2 separate regions of the Sus scrofa genome follow, and region 1 is linked to region 2. A link is a contact called in public Hi-C data. All regions are on one chromosome and are shown on one strand. The core of a region is the stretch at or near the end of the contact, and the rest is flanking DNA. Distances in the headings are between cores, read along the strand shown. Region 1 holds the start of PPOX (protoporphyrinogen oxidase). Region 2 holds the start of TOMM40L (mitochondrial import receptor subunit TOM40B).

Region 1 (5,781 bases), core at 2,478-4,977, 53 kb before region 2:
GGACAGGCATGGGGAAGGAGGGCACTGAAGTTCTCCCAGGGCTTCCTAGGCACTGGTTTGGAGAGATAATGGCAATGTCTCTGCTGCTCCCCAGTGCTTCCTGAATGCTGTGCTACAGTGTTTGAGCAGCACTCGGCCTCTTCGGGACTTCTGTCTGCGAAGGGACTTCCGGCAAGAGGTTCCTGGAGGGGGCCGAGCCCAAGAGCTTACTGAAGGTGGGGCAACAACTCCTGCTTCCTCCTTTCAAATCCTCTTTTTCCCAACCCATTGTAGGTCCATCTGCCAGTGTTGGTGGCCCCAACCCTGAAAGCCAGCAGTTTTGTCTTTTTCACAGTGCCTGCTTTCCTAGAGTTGTTTTCCACCCTCTTGCTTCCCTCTTCCAGTCGTTAACCTTTGTTTCCCTTCCCCACTCCCACCCTAATAGCCTTTGCAGATGTGATTGGTGCCCTGTGGCACCCTGACTCCTGTGAAGCTGTGAATCCTACTCGATTCCGAGCTGTCTTCCAGAAATACGTTCCCTCCTTCTCTGGATACAGGTGGGAGAACTGGAGGGTATGGGATTTCTCTCTGCCCATGTCTGGGGATAGGGCCAAGCAGGGGCCCTGGCAGCATCATTCTGAGCCTTGAGCTCTATCTAGGAAGTGGGGTCAGATGTCTGGGCACGGGTTAGTGACTGTGGACTAGGCAGGGGTCAGTTGCCCACGCTCTTTGTCTGGCTGCAGCCAGCAGGATGCCCAAGAGTTTCTGAAGCTCCTCATGGAGCGGCTACACCTAGAAATCAACCGACGAGGCCGCCGGGCTCCACCAATCCTGGCCAGTAGTCCAGCTCCCTCCCCACCCCGCCGAGGAGGGGCGCTGCTGGAAGAACCTGAGTTAAGGTAAGGTCGCGCCCCCTTTCTCTTGCCCATAGTTTATTAACAGCGTTCATCCTTCGCAGAAGTGAGCTAGTCAGGATTGAGGATGTAGAGTCCAAGGAAATGCTTATCGTAGAATTTGGTTTGAGAAGCAGTGCAGAAGTAGGAAGAAGGCAGGAGGAGGAGGGAGACTGAGGGGCACAGATGGAGGCAGAAGATAGTGCTGTGGCTGTCACCAGATTGACGGAGGAGGGGATAATTAATTTACAAGGTACATAGGGGTTTGAAGCCAGGTGGAGGAAGACGGCATGTTCTTCCCTTGTCTGTGTTCCTTTCTTTTCCTCTCACGTGGATTTCCCCGAAAAGTTCTCTGAAACGTTACTCGTTTGACTCTTCCTTGCAATTTTGAGAAGGAGCTGGGGTATGGGTGGGGTACAGGGCTCCGTGGATCATTTCAGTGGTGTTGGGGGTGCCCAGTGTTCCTGCTGTCTCATGGGTGCTCCCCACTTCCCTTGATCTGTGGTAGTGATGATGACCGAGCCAACCTAATGTGGAAGCGTTACCTGGAGCGAGAGGACAGCAAGATTGTGGGTATGGAACAAGACAAAGTGATGGGGGAAAATTCATGTGTGGGGGTGAAGACTTGGCAGGAAAAAATCAAGACTGTCGAGGGGTCTGGGAATAAGATGATGAAAATGTGGAAAAGTTAAGAGGGGAGAGTTAAGAGGGGAGAGTTGGCGATGGGAAAGAAGGGTCAGGCAAAGGGCTGGGAAGCGACAGGAATGCCAGAAAGCATCTCGGGCATCCCACAGTGACTTTTTCTCCTGCCCCTTTGCTTCTATCTAGACCTGTTTGTGGGCCAGTTGAAAAGTTGTCTCAAGTGCCAGGCCTGTGGGTATCGCTCCACGACCTTCGAGGTTTTTTGTGACCTGTCCCTGCCCATCCCCAAGGTGGGATTCCAGAGGATTCCGGGGGTGGATGGGACATGGGTTCTATGACCCAACCCTACCCACCCCCAGTGTGGGAGGGAACCATGTGGGTCTCTGGAGAAGAATCGAAGCTTGGGTTAATTGAGAAGAGTTGGAAAAGGAAATTCAGAACATGCTGACCCTTCACTCCCCTTTCCCCCCAGAAAGGATTTGCTGGGGGCAAGGTGTCTCTGCGGGATTGTTTCAGCCTTTTCACCAAGGAAGAAGAGCTAGAATCGGAGAATGCCCCAGTATGTGGAGGTTCACAAGGGATATAGTAAGGGTGGGATACCGGAGGTGGGGGAGGCTCCATGTGGGTAAAAGGGGTTGCATGATGCCTTAGTATGAGGAGTAACACTTATATGTAAAGATTTGTGTAGGAGTATTTTTCAGATATGTCCTGATCTGTCAGGGCAAAGGGCAGTGGCCCAGAGAACACAGAAGTAATAGGGAGCACAGTAAATTTATGTGAGTCAGGGTATTGGAAAAGACAACGGAGGTGAGGAGCACATTAACCTTATAACATTATTTGACATTTATTCAGGTGTGTGACCGATGTCGGCAGAAAACACGAAGTACTAAAAAGTTGACAGTACAAAGATTCCCCCGAATCCTCGTGCTCCGTATCCTAATCTTCAAATTCTTATTTCTCCCATTCATTCTTTTTCCTCATTCTCCAAGTTTGCAGAGGCTGGACATTTGGGGATTCGGTTTGCCTTAGGAAAAGGCTGCCACTCCATCTTTCCCTCCTGTGCTCCCAGTGTGTGTTCAGGGAGGGGAGTAGACAACATTCAGTTCCCCAGCCCCCTCAGAGGCCCTCTGCCTCCCAAATTCTCCTTAACCAGAACTTAGATCTTAATCGATTTTCTGCCTCCCGAGGCTCCATTAAGAAAAGTTCAGTAGGTGTAGACTTCCCACTGCAGCGACTGAGCCTAGGGGACTTTGCCAGTGACAAAGCCGGTGAGTCTGGGAAGGAGGGTCCTGAGGAGTTCCATGAAGGGGAGGGAGAGAATGGCGGAGCAGGGCACAGCTCTAACTATAGAATTTGGTCATCTCTAACCCTGAAGGAAGCCCCATATATCAGCTGTATGCCCTTTGCAACCACTCGGGCAGCGTCCACTATGGCCACTACACAGCCCTGTGCCGGTGCCAGACTGGTTGGCATGTCTACAATGACTCTCGGTGAGAACAGCCTTGCCCCATTCCTGCTGCAGCCTTGACACCTTTCCCCAGTATGAAGAAGCCCCAGGAGACAGTGCCTACTGAAAGGAGATGTGGGATTGGGGGTGTGGGGGCGGTGTCTTTCCTAGGCACCACCCGGATACTGTGATGTTGATCTTGTGGGGAGGAGGGTCTATACAGGAAAGATCACACCTCCTTCCCCATCTCCCTTCTTCCTAGTGTCTCCCCTGTCAGTGAAAACCAGGTGGCATCCAGTGAGGGCTACGTGCTGTTCTACCAACTGATGCAGGAGCCACCCCGGTGCCTGTGACCTCCCTTTTAATCCCTGGCACCTGTGAAATCCTTTCAACACCCTTAAGCCCCAGGCTCCCCATTTACCTCAGAGACGTCTATTTTTGTGTCTTTTTAATCGGGGAGGGGGGAGGGGGTGGTTGTACCTCCTATTATTTTTTTTATTAAAAAGTACCCTTCCACCTGGAGGCTCCCTTGTCTCCCAGCCCCATGTACAGAGCTCCCTAGGCCCTGCCCGTGTACAGTCCCCACACCCTCTGCAGTCTCACTTTTTTGTGAATAAATTTATTAAGAAAAAAAATGATGTTCTTTGTATTTGTGCCTAGCGAGTGGAGATATAGAACTGGGCCGAATGGGTAGTTTTCCTGGCACTCAGTTCCCTTTCTAAACGATGGGGGGCGCTCGGAGCCGTGAGGCTGAGGGTGGGGATGGGGATGCAGGATCGGGACGCGTTGATGCCCAAGTTTGCCAAAGCGGTGAAGGTTTACATTGGGAGGAAATGAAGGCTGCAGGGAGGCCTGGATCCAGAGTGCAGGCACTGGGTCGACGGGGTTTGCCGGCGTAGGGGCCTGCCCCGCGAGAGCAAAGCACCCAAGGACCCCTGTTGACAAACACGGTACGTTGCCGGGGCGCCCTAGCTCCCGTAGGCCCAGGCTGTTGCTAACATCAAGGAGCTGTTTATGGAGCCACCTCCCCGGGGACCAGCCTCCAGTGTCCCTGTCTACTCTCCCTACAACCAAGACTCATGAGGACCTTCCTCCAGGGTTCCAACCCTAGCTGGACCTGGCAAACTTGAGCTGGGGAATGTTAACCAGGATTCTGCTCTTGCCGCTCCAGCCCTGAGGGGAGGGCAGTACCGAATATGGCCGCTCTCTCCAACCTGGCACCGAACCGGTTAACCTCCAGCTCCCCGGCCTTCTACAAGGGTTGCCCCACCGCCTCTGAGGGAGGAGGAGTCGCTGCCGGTTCAGTGTTTTCATTGGTGAATGTGATCCGGGGCCTTCCAGAACCCACCAATCCGGGAGCAGGAAAGGTAAGGTTAGGATCGTGCCGCGAGAATAGTGTGGACGGAGAGTCGGAGAGACCGAAAATCTTGGGGGCGGAGGCCGCGGACTGAAAACACTAGGCCTAGCGAGGGGTGGGAGAGAAAACGCGCTTCTTAGCCCTGGCGGCCAGTCGGTGCCCCCAGCCCTGTGCTGGCAGATAGCGTGGGTGTGGCCCTTATCCACTTCCCCGCGGAGCCGGCTGGGTGATGTCTTGAGACCTCTACCTCCTCCTCCCCTCATTTTTCTTGTCCCTCTCGTGGGTGAGTCCGAGGCCCTGGGCGGGGACCTCACAGTTCCACCACCCCATCCCCGAGCCCTTAGTTTCCCCTAAAGCAATGAATGGCCGAGGATGGAATGCGGAACCCGCAGGGTGTCTGGAGAACAGGGTGCTTCTGGTCAGCCTGTCCATATCGCCTTCTCTACCCTAGGCTTCCCCATGGGCCGGACCGTGGTCGTGCTGGGTGGAGGCATCAGCGGCCTGGCCGCCAGTTACCATCTGAGCCGGGCCCCTTGTCCCCCCAAGGTGAGTGCCTCCACCGACCCGGAGGGAGCTTCCTTTAATATTCCTCTCCCATTTCCAGCACGAGGTAATGCGCTGACCCTTTCGCCTCCTGATCCTTTACCCCGCTGCAGTGTGTTTCTGATTTGTCCCCAGGTGGTCTTGGTGGAGGGCAGCGAGCGCCTAGGCGGCTGGATCCGCTCAATACGAGGGCCAGATGGTGCTGTTTTTGAACTTGGACCTCGAGGAATTCGGCCTGCTGGAGCCCTGGGAGCCCGGACCCTGCTCATGGTGAGCGGCTTGTGGAACGCCTAGGAGAGGCTGTGGAGGGGCCTTCACTAGAGCGTAGTGTCAAGGGAAGGAAGTAGCTTTGGTGGTCAGTCATTTCCCTAGTTTCTTCTCTTCTTGGGATCATGTGGAGAGCAGGTTTCTGAGCTTGGTTTGGACTCAGAAGTGTTACCTGTCCGGGGAGACCATCCAGCTTCCAAGAACAGGTTCCTGTATGTAGATGGTGCCCTGCATCCCCTGCCCTCTGGCTTCAGGTAACACTACCACCTCCTTACTGCCCTCCTTCTACTTCCCCCCGCCCCAAACCTCACATCTCGTCCATTTCCTCACCTCCCAGACTGTCAGCCCTCCCAGCTAAAGGGACCAAAGGAATGGAAATGACCTTCTGGAGCTGGGGTGGTAAATCAGAGCTTGCTTTTCACTATGGCTTCTCCATGCAGGGGGCTATTCTGCCGTTCACCTCCCTTCTCCAAACCTCTGTTTTGGGCTGGGCTGAGGGAGTTGACCACGCCTCGGGGCAAAGACCCTGATGAGAGTGTGCACAGTTTTGCCCAGCGTCGCCTTGGTCCTGAGGTAACACCACCCAGAAGCCCCCAATTCCTTTTCTCCTAAACCAGCCTTGGATTCCTGTACTCAGACCTACCACCTAGAGC
Region 2 (6,556 bases), core at 3,788-6,287:
CAACGCCAGATCCAAGCCACGTCTGTGACCTACACCACAACTCACGGCAATGCCAGATCCTTAACCCACTGAGCAAGGCCAGGGATCGATCCCGCAACCTCATGGTTCCTAGTCGATTCGTTTCCGCTGCGCCACAACGAGAACTCCTCCCATTCTATTTTGATTCAATCCAGGTATCACAGCTACCAGAATTTCCCAAGTCCCTCATGTCCACCAAATTGGAGATCTGTCAGGCCTTTTATTTATTTATTTTTCATTTTTTGCTTTTTAGGGCCACACCTGCAGCATATGGAAGTTTCCAGGCTAGGAGTCGAATCAGAGCTGCAGCTGCTGGCCTATATCATAGCCACAGCAACGCCTGTTACAAGCAGTGTCCTCGGCCTATACCTCAGCTCATGGCAATGCCGGTTCCCCAACCCATTGGGTGAGGCCAAGGATGGAACCCACATTCTCATGAATACTAGTCAGATTCATTTCTGCTGAGCCATGATGGGAACTCCTGTCAGGCCTTTAACTGGCTATTATGTCTACTAGTTCCAGGTTCTAAGATGACTACCAGAACAGGCCAGTTCTGTGAACTGCACCCAGATAATAGAGGGAAAGAGGCTGAGAATGTGTGTTTCCCAGGCAGAGGGTCTAGCTGAGAAATTCCAAATGGAAGAATTAGAGCACCTTCAGGGATAGAAGTGAACCCAGGCCTTTTACTGCAGGACGTGAGGGAAGCACTGTGCTCCCCTGGCTCAGAAGGGAAGGGAGGGGCCTTGGGTGACACCTCTGGGCTCATTTTGGGGATGCTTTCTCCTCTTCATGGTGTGATAGAGGAAATTCTGAAGGGTGCCCTCATTTCCCGTGACCTCCAGGCGTCTAGGGATTTAGTTCATGAATCTTTCATGCCTTTCCATGTCCAAGGCTCTTTAATCTCTCCTGCAGGGCCTTTCCCAGGCCTGTAGGAAGATTTCTTGGGTTTGAAGAAGATTCACAAGCACCCTCACCCTGTCATTTCCAGCATTTATCTCTTCAACCTTTTCTCCACCCGTTTGCAACAAAATCCCTCTCCTGTTAGAAGCAGATTTCTCTTGGAGTTCCCGTGATGGCTCAGCAGAAATGAATTTGACTAGCATCTATGAGGACGCAGGTTAGATCCCTTGCCTTGCTCAGTGGGTTAAGGATCCAGTCTTGCCCTGAGCTGCAGTGTAGGTCATAGACTTGGCTCAGATCTGGTATTGCTGTGGCTGTGGCATAGGCTGGCAGCTACAGGTCTGATCTGAGCTGGGGACCTGGAAACCTCCATATGCTGCAGATGCCACCCTAAAAAGACAAAAAAAAAAAAAAAAAGATTTCTTTTTATTCTTCCTCCTATTCCTCCACACTACCCCCAGTTTTCCTAGTCTCTCAAACATTCCATGCCCACAACTTGACTCTTTCAATATTTATTGTAGAAAACAAGGAGTGGGTAGGGAGAGGAGCTCTAGGTCTTTCCAGCGGATGTTCCAGGAGCCAGCTGGGGATGGAAGACAGTGGTCTGGACACCTCACTGGGCAGTAGGCTGAGTTTTGAGGCCAATGAAACTGCTCAAGAAGTTAAAGATATCAGTTCCAGCCTTCTTGACCAAGGGTGTCAGCTGCTCCTGTGTCTTCTCAAAGTAAGTCCTGGATGTGTGAGACATTAGAGTTAGTGTGAGGGACTGGCAGGGGCCTTCTTGGTGGTGGGGTGAGACCCAAGTGACCAAATTCTAGTGCCTGGTCTCTCCTGGCATGGCAAAGCTCTTAGGAGGAGAGGCAAGCCCTCTACCAGGCAGAGGAACAGACTCTAGAGATAGAAATTCAAAGCCCAGTTCATGCTGCCCCTCTCTGTCCAAAAGGTCCATTGGATTTAGGGGGAGATGAGGAAATTTTCTTTCCTTTTCTTTCTTTCTTTCGTTCGTTCGTTCGTCCTTCCTTCCTTCCTTCCTTCCTTCCTTTCTTTCTTTGTCTTTTGTCCTTTTAGGGCTGCACCCGAGGCATATGGAGGTTCCCAGGCTAGGGGTCTAATCAGAGTTGAAGCCACCGGGCTACACCAGATCCGAGCCAAGAATGTGAACTATACCACAGCTCAAGGCAACGCTGGATCCTTAACGCACTGAGCAAGGCTAGAGATCAAACCTACAACCTGATGGTTCCTAGTTGGATTTGTTTCCACTGTGCCACAATGAGAACTCTGGAATTTTCTTTCTAATTTAAACCTCATCCTCCCTAACCCCCATCCCTGAGCTCAATCTTCTGTGGGACCTTGGAGCTTCCCCTCTTTCTCTCCCCAGCCCCTGGTCCTTGAACCCCTTTTGCTGAGACTTACTTGGCCTGAGTTTGAAGTTCTGAGCCCTTGGCCTTCTCTATCAGGTCCTTGCCAAAGTCAGTCACGGTCTGGAGGTACTGAGAGACCAGGCTCTGCAGACACGGCTCCTCTGCCTGTCTCCGAACCAAAGCCCCTGCGTGTACATAGAAATACGCACACACACAAACACACATGTCTTGTCAGCTGGGTCCCCAACTATGAGGCCCACGTCTCTGCCAGTATTCAGCCCCAGCTCTCAGCCCCCTCCCCAAACAGGTATCCAGCTCCAGGTCTTTGGATGGGCTTTATGGGCTTTAGCGAGGGCATGATTTTCCTTGTAAGCGCTTCAGTTGTCAGACCTGGGCATAGGCTCACAGACAGATGGACAGCTAGGACCCAAGCAGTTTTTTTCCGCCTTGGGATCCCTCTCCATAGCACACTCACCTTCAAGGCTACAGATAGTGAAGAGCAGCACAGCTATGGCAAGCAGCTTCATGGTGTTAATGGTGGGAAAAGTGGCCTGCGAACAGTTGGGCACAGGGGAGGATCATGAAGCTGAATTGACTTCAGCCCCTCCCCAGGGACCACCTTGCCTAGATGTCCACACCAACCTGATTCCCTCCCTTTCCACAATTAAATCCCGGTCCTCTTTGGATGCTGCCCACACCTCTTGCTCCCTTACGGTACCTGTCAGTGTCGCTGTCCTTGCCGAATGTGCCTGGCCTGGCTGGGGAGGAGCTATATATCTGTCTGCTTCCCCACCCCCCTCTCAGGTAACAAGGACTTTGGAGGGGCCCAGTGAGGCAAGAACTATATTGGAGTAAACAAATTGGAAACATGGGGGAGGAGAGGATAAGAACATGGGGGACTCAGGATGAAGGGGTGGGAGGCAGGAGTGGAGGCCAAAGTGGGTGTCAAAGGGATACACTTTAGGTCTATTCAAGATTCATGCCTCTGGGGCCTGGGGCCAATAGTCCTTGGATTTGAATGCTTTAGGAAGCAGGATTTCTGTTTTTGTTTTTGTTTTTGTTTTTTCCTAGAAAACTCCGACATATCAAGCCCATAGCCCTTGCCATCTTTGTCCCTTCATGGGTAGATATCATCTCCCAAGCCTACCTCCCTTCACTGCAACTTGGCGGAGAGGTTATTGGGGAACAGAAGAAAGGACATGAAATCAGGGGCAGGAGTGAGGGGAATGTAGGTTAGGGGAAGAAGGGTTAGGTTCAGAGGGCAGGTATGATTGACTCTGTCCCTTTTTGAGTTAATGTGTAATGAATGAGAAGGGGAGAAAACAGAGCCCAGAATGACCTTCCTGAGAGCTGATCAGAGAGCACAGCCCACCCCCAATAAAACAAATTCAGAAAGCAGCCTCTTCCCTGCCCCTGAATTGGCGTGTTCTGGAGGAAAAATGAATGAAAGGCTTCTACCAAGGATAAAGGTTGAAGGTCTCTGGGCATTGGATCCCCTTATCAGTTCTAGGCGGTGGTCAGTCAGTATGAGTCAGCAGGGGCCATAGTATCCTGACCAAGGCCCCCGGCCCTAATCCCTGGACTGATTGTGAGGGAGGGCAGAGGTGCATTCCCCAGGCCTACGGCTTTTGGGTGAAATCAGCTCAACAGATATCAGAAGCATTTGTATCTTTCATCCTTTTGCCCTCAGACGTGTATGTAGAACATTCCTGAGAGATGGGAGTGGTAATGTAAGAGATAGTGAGGGAGGCAACAGGAACCCAAGAGATTTTATTCCATTTTCAACTATTCTCCTGTGGAGCACTTAGAACTTTTTTTTTCTTTTTGCCTTTTCTAGGGCCGCTCCCGTGGCATATGGAAGCTCCCAGGTTAGGGGTCTAATCAGAGCTGTAGCCACCGGCCTACGCCAAAGCCATAGCAACGTGGGATCCACAGCAATGTGGGATCCCTGCTGCTTCTGCAACCTACACCACAGCTCACAGCAACACCAGATCCTTAACCCACTGAGCAAGGCCAGGGATTGAACTGGCAACCTCACAGTTCCTAGTCGGATTCGTTAACCACTGAGCCACTACGGGAACTCTGAGCACTTAGTACTTGAAGGGCACTCCATTGACTTGTCCCTGGCTTTGGAGTGGAGTGCATTTGAGGGCAGGAGTCCACATGCCTAGATTTTATTTGCCAGCTCTGCCTAGGGACTCAGGGAAGGGCCAGTTCTTTCAGGGAACAGAGCTAAGGCTGCATCCCATGCTCCTCTACCCCAAACTCTCACACCCATTTCCATTCTACCGAGAGGTGAACTTTGAGAGGCGTGGACCTCCAGGGAGGGAAGTGTGGGTCCATTTTCCTAGGGAGAGCTGTATTTGTGACTCGAAGTCATCTGAAGGTGTACTGTGCGCTATGAAGGACTTTGAGGAAGAGTCCCCAGGGGTTCTGGGGGTGTATGTAGTGGGGGCACCTAGGAGTTACATGAAGCAATGTTCAAAAATGTTTTCACAGTGGTTCCCCCAGCCATACTTCACAAAACGTGTCTTCAGGTTAGATGGTGCAGGGATCTTTAGTGGCTCAAGCTCCAAGATGCTCCCTCTAGTGTCTTGCATGCTCAAAGATTCTTTCCGACCTTGGAGAGGCAGGGCGATCTAAGGCCATCTACTTGAGTAAGTCTAAGAAGCCACCAATCAAGCTCCGCCTGTCTCTGCAGTGCCGGGGTTGGAGCTTTCTGAATGTGAGGTCTGTCTTTCCTTTGTTTCCTCTTCTCCCATTGGCTTGTGGTCAGCAGCCAGGCAGTTTTTTTTTTTTTTTTAAATAGATTGGGCGGAGCCCAATATAGGGAGGATTAGGAAATCTTTTTTTTTTTCGCCCGGTTCCAAGATGGCGCCCATGACCACGCTGGGAATGCAGCGTGAAGCCGCAGTTATGCCATCACTCAAGATGGCTGCCCCCATCAAGATGACCGGGGTGTGTCGGGGGGAAAGGGGCAGCATGAAGGTCTGAGACGGTAAGGGTTATTGCTCCACCGCAAGCCTCGCCTTGGGGCCTGGGAATGAAGAGTAGAAAGACTAGGAAACTGGGTGAGCTCTGTGGTGGAGGCAAGAATTAGAGCGGGGGGGAGGGTACAGGGGTGACAGGTGGGGTGAGGAATTAAAAATGGGATGGGAGTGTGCTTGGGGTTCAAACTCCCCACCAGTGCCTTCTCCCACCTACTCTTCTTGTTCCAGGTCTAGCGTCGGACCATGTGGAAGTTTCTGGGATTAGGGAGCCAGATAATGGGGGGTGGGGCCCGTGGTGGGTAGCGGGAGCAATAGCGTCCTTTCCCAGGCGAACCCCGGCTCCCCTCCCCTCTCCTCTGGACTGAAATGGGGAACACATTGGGCCTGGCACCGATGGGCGCTTTGCCCCGCCGGAGCCCCCGTCGAGAGGAACCTCTCCCCAACCCTGGGAGCTTCGATGAGTTGCACCGGCTATGCAAAGGTGAGAACTTGGCATTTGGACGCCTCAGGTTGAAGAGGCAGAGAAGGGGAGGGAAATGCTGGGTGTCCAGTGATGGGAGCAGAAAAGAGGATGTCACAGCTGGGGTATGCAGCCTCAGGGAGGATCAGGTGCCCCAATGGAGGGGAGCATTTCCTGTTGCAGCACTTGAAAGGAGGTCAATTCCTCCAAATCACTGTCTATGGGATTGAAAGGGGAGACTACTTCGTGGGTTGGAGGTTCCTTGTCTGTGCTTATTCCTTCCCTTCCCCCCCTCCCCTCCACTCCCTTCAGATGTATTCCCAGCACAGATGGAGGGAGTGAAGCTCGTTGTCAACAAGGTTCTGAGCAGCCATTTCCAGGTGCTCCCACTTCTCTGGCCCCTCCTTACTACTCCTCCCTTCCTGTCCCTGGACCCTCTTCTTTCCTTTGTACCCCAGTTTTAGGCAGGCTATATGGGACAAAAGAGGGAGGATATGGGGGCTCTACTTCCTTTGCCTGTGGGACTTGTTGCTTTTAATCTGATGACCCGCTGCATATGTTGGAATGTATGGGTTTCTTAAAAGACCCGCTGGATGGGGAGAAGATGAAGGGTGGGATGGGGGATTGAAATGGAGCAGGAATGTTCTCTCTTCCACTGACTTTTCTTTCTTCAGGTGGCTCACACTGTGCATATGAGTGCTCTGGGTTTGCCCGGCTATCACCTCCATGCGGCCTATGCAGGGGACTGGCAACTTAGCCCCACTGAGGTGAGGGCTCCACACACCTGGGTTATCCCCGAAAAGCCCAGTTGGGACCCAGGTGTAGAG

What was found. A called contact is a pair of places that touch in the nucleus more often than the background predicts.
Region 1: a Hi-C map of liver shows a contact between it and region 2, with 5 times the contacts expected there. The contact joins the promoter of PPOX here to the promoter of TOMM40L in region 2. A contact is called at or near these places in 4 of 47 Hi-C or Micro-C datasets (embryonic fibroblasts, heart right ventricle, liver and 1 more) and 2 of 2 datasets of contacts at active chromatin or transcription factors (alveolar macrophages and skeletal muscle).

Annotation. Positions count from the first base shown.
Region 1 is chr4:89,286,871-89,292,651 of Sscrofa11.1, reverse strand. It overlaps PPOX (protoporphyrinogen oxidase), which reads left to right and starts at 3,727. Exons shown (of 13, transcript XR_002343378.1): 1 at 3,727-4,328; 2 at 4,770-4,864; 3 at 4,997-5,131; 4 at 5,267-5,382; 5 at 5,569-5,701. USP21 (ubiquitin carboxyl-terminal hydrolase 21) reads left to right here. Exons shown (of 13, transcript XM_001927782.6): 4 at 95-215; 5 at 425-536; 6 at 723-878; 7 at 1,381-1,445; 8 at 1,701-1,804; 9 at 1,987-2,073; 10 at 2,367-2,445; 11 at 2,675-2,782; 12 at 2,890-3,004; 13 at 3,224-3,596. The coding sequence ends at 3,314.
Region 2 is chr4:89,233,985-89,240,540 of Sscrofa11.1, reverse strand. TOMM40L (mitochondrial import receptor subunit TOM40B) reads left to right here and starts at 5,037. Exons shown (of 10, transcript XM_003125660.4): 1 at 5,037-5,277; 2 at 5,498-5,750; 3 at 6,042-6,109; 4 at 6,404-6,496. The coding sequence starts at 5,636. APOA2 (apolipoprotein A2) reads right to left here and starts at 3,027. Exons shown (of 4, transcript NM_001186294.1): 1 at 2,998-3,027; 2 at 2,755-2,830; 3 at 2,332-2,464; 4 at 1,415-1,649. The coding sequence starts at 2,806. The coding sequence ends at 1,532.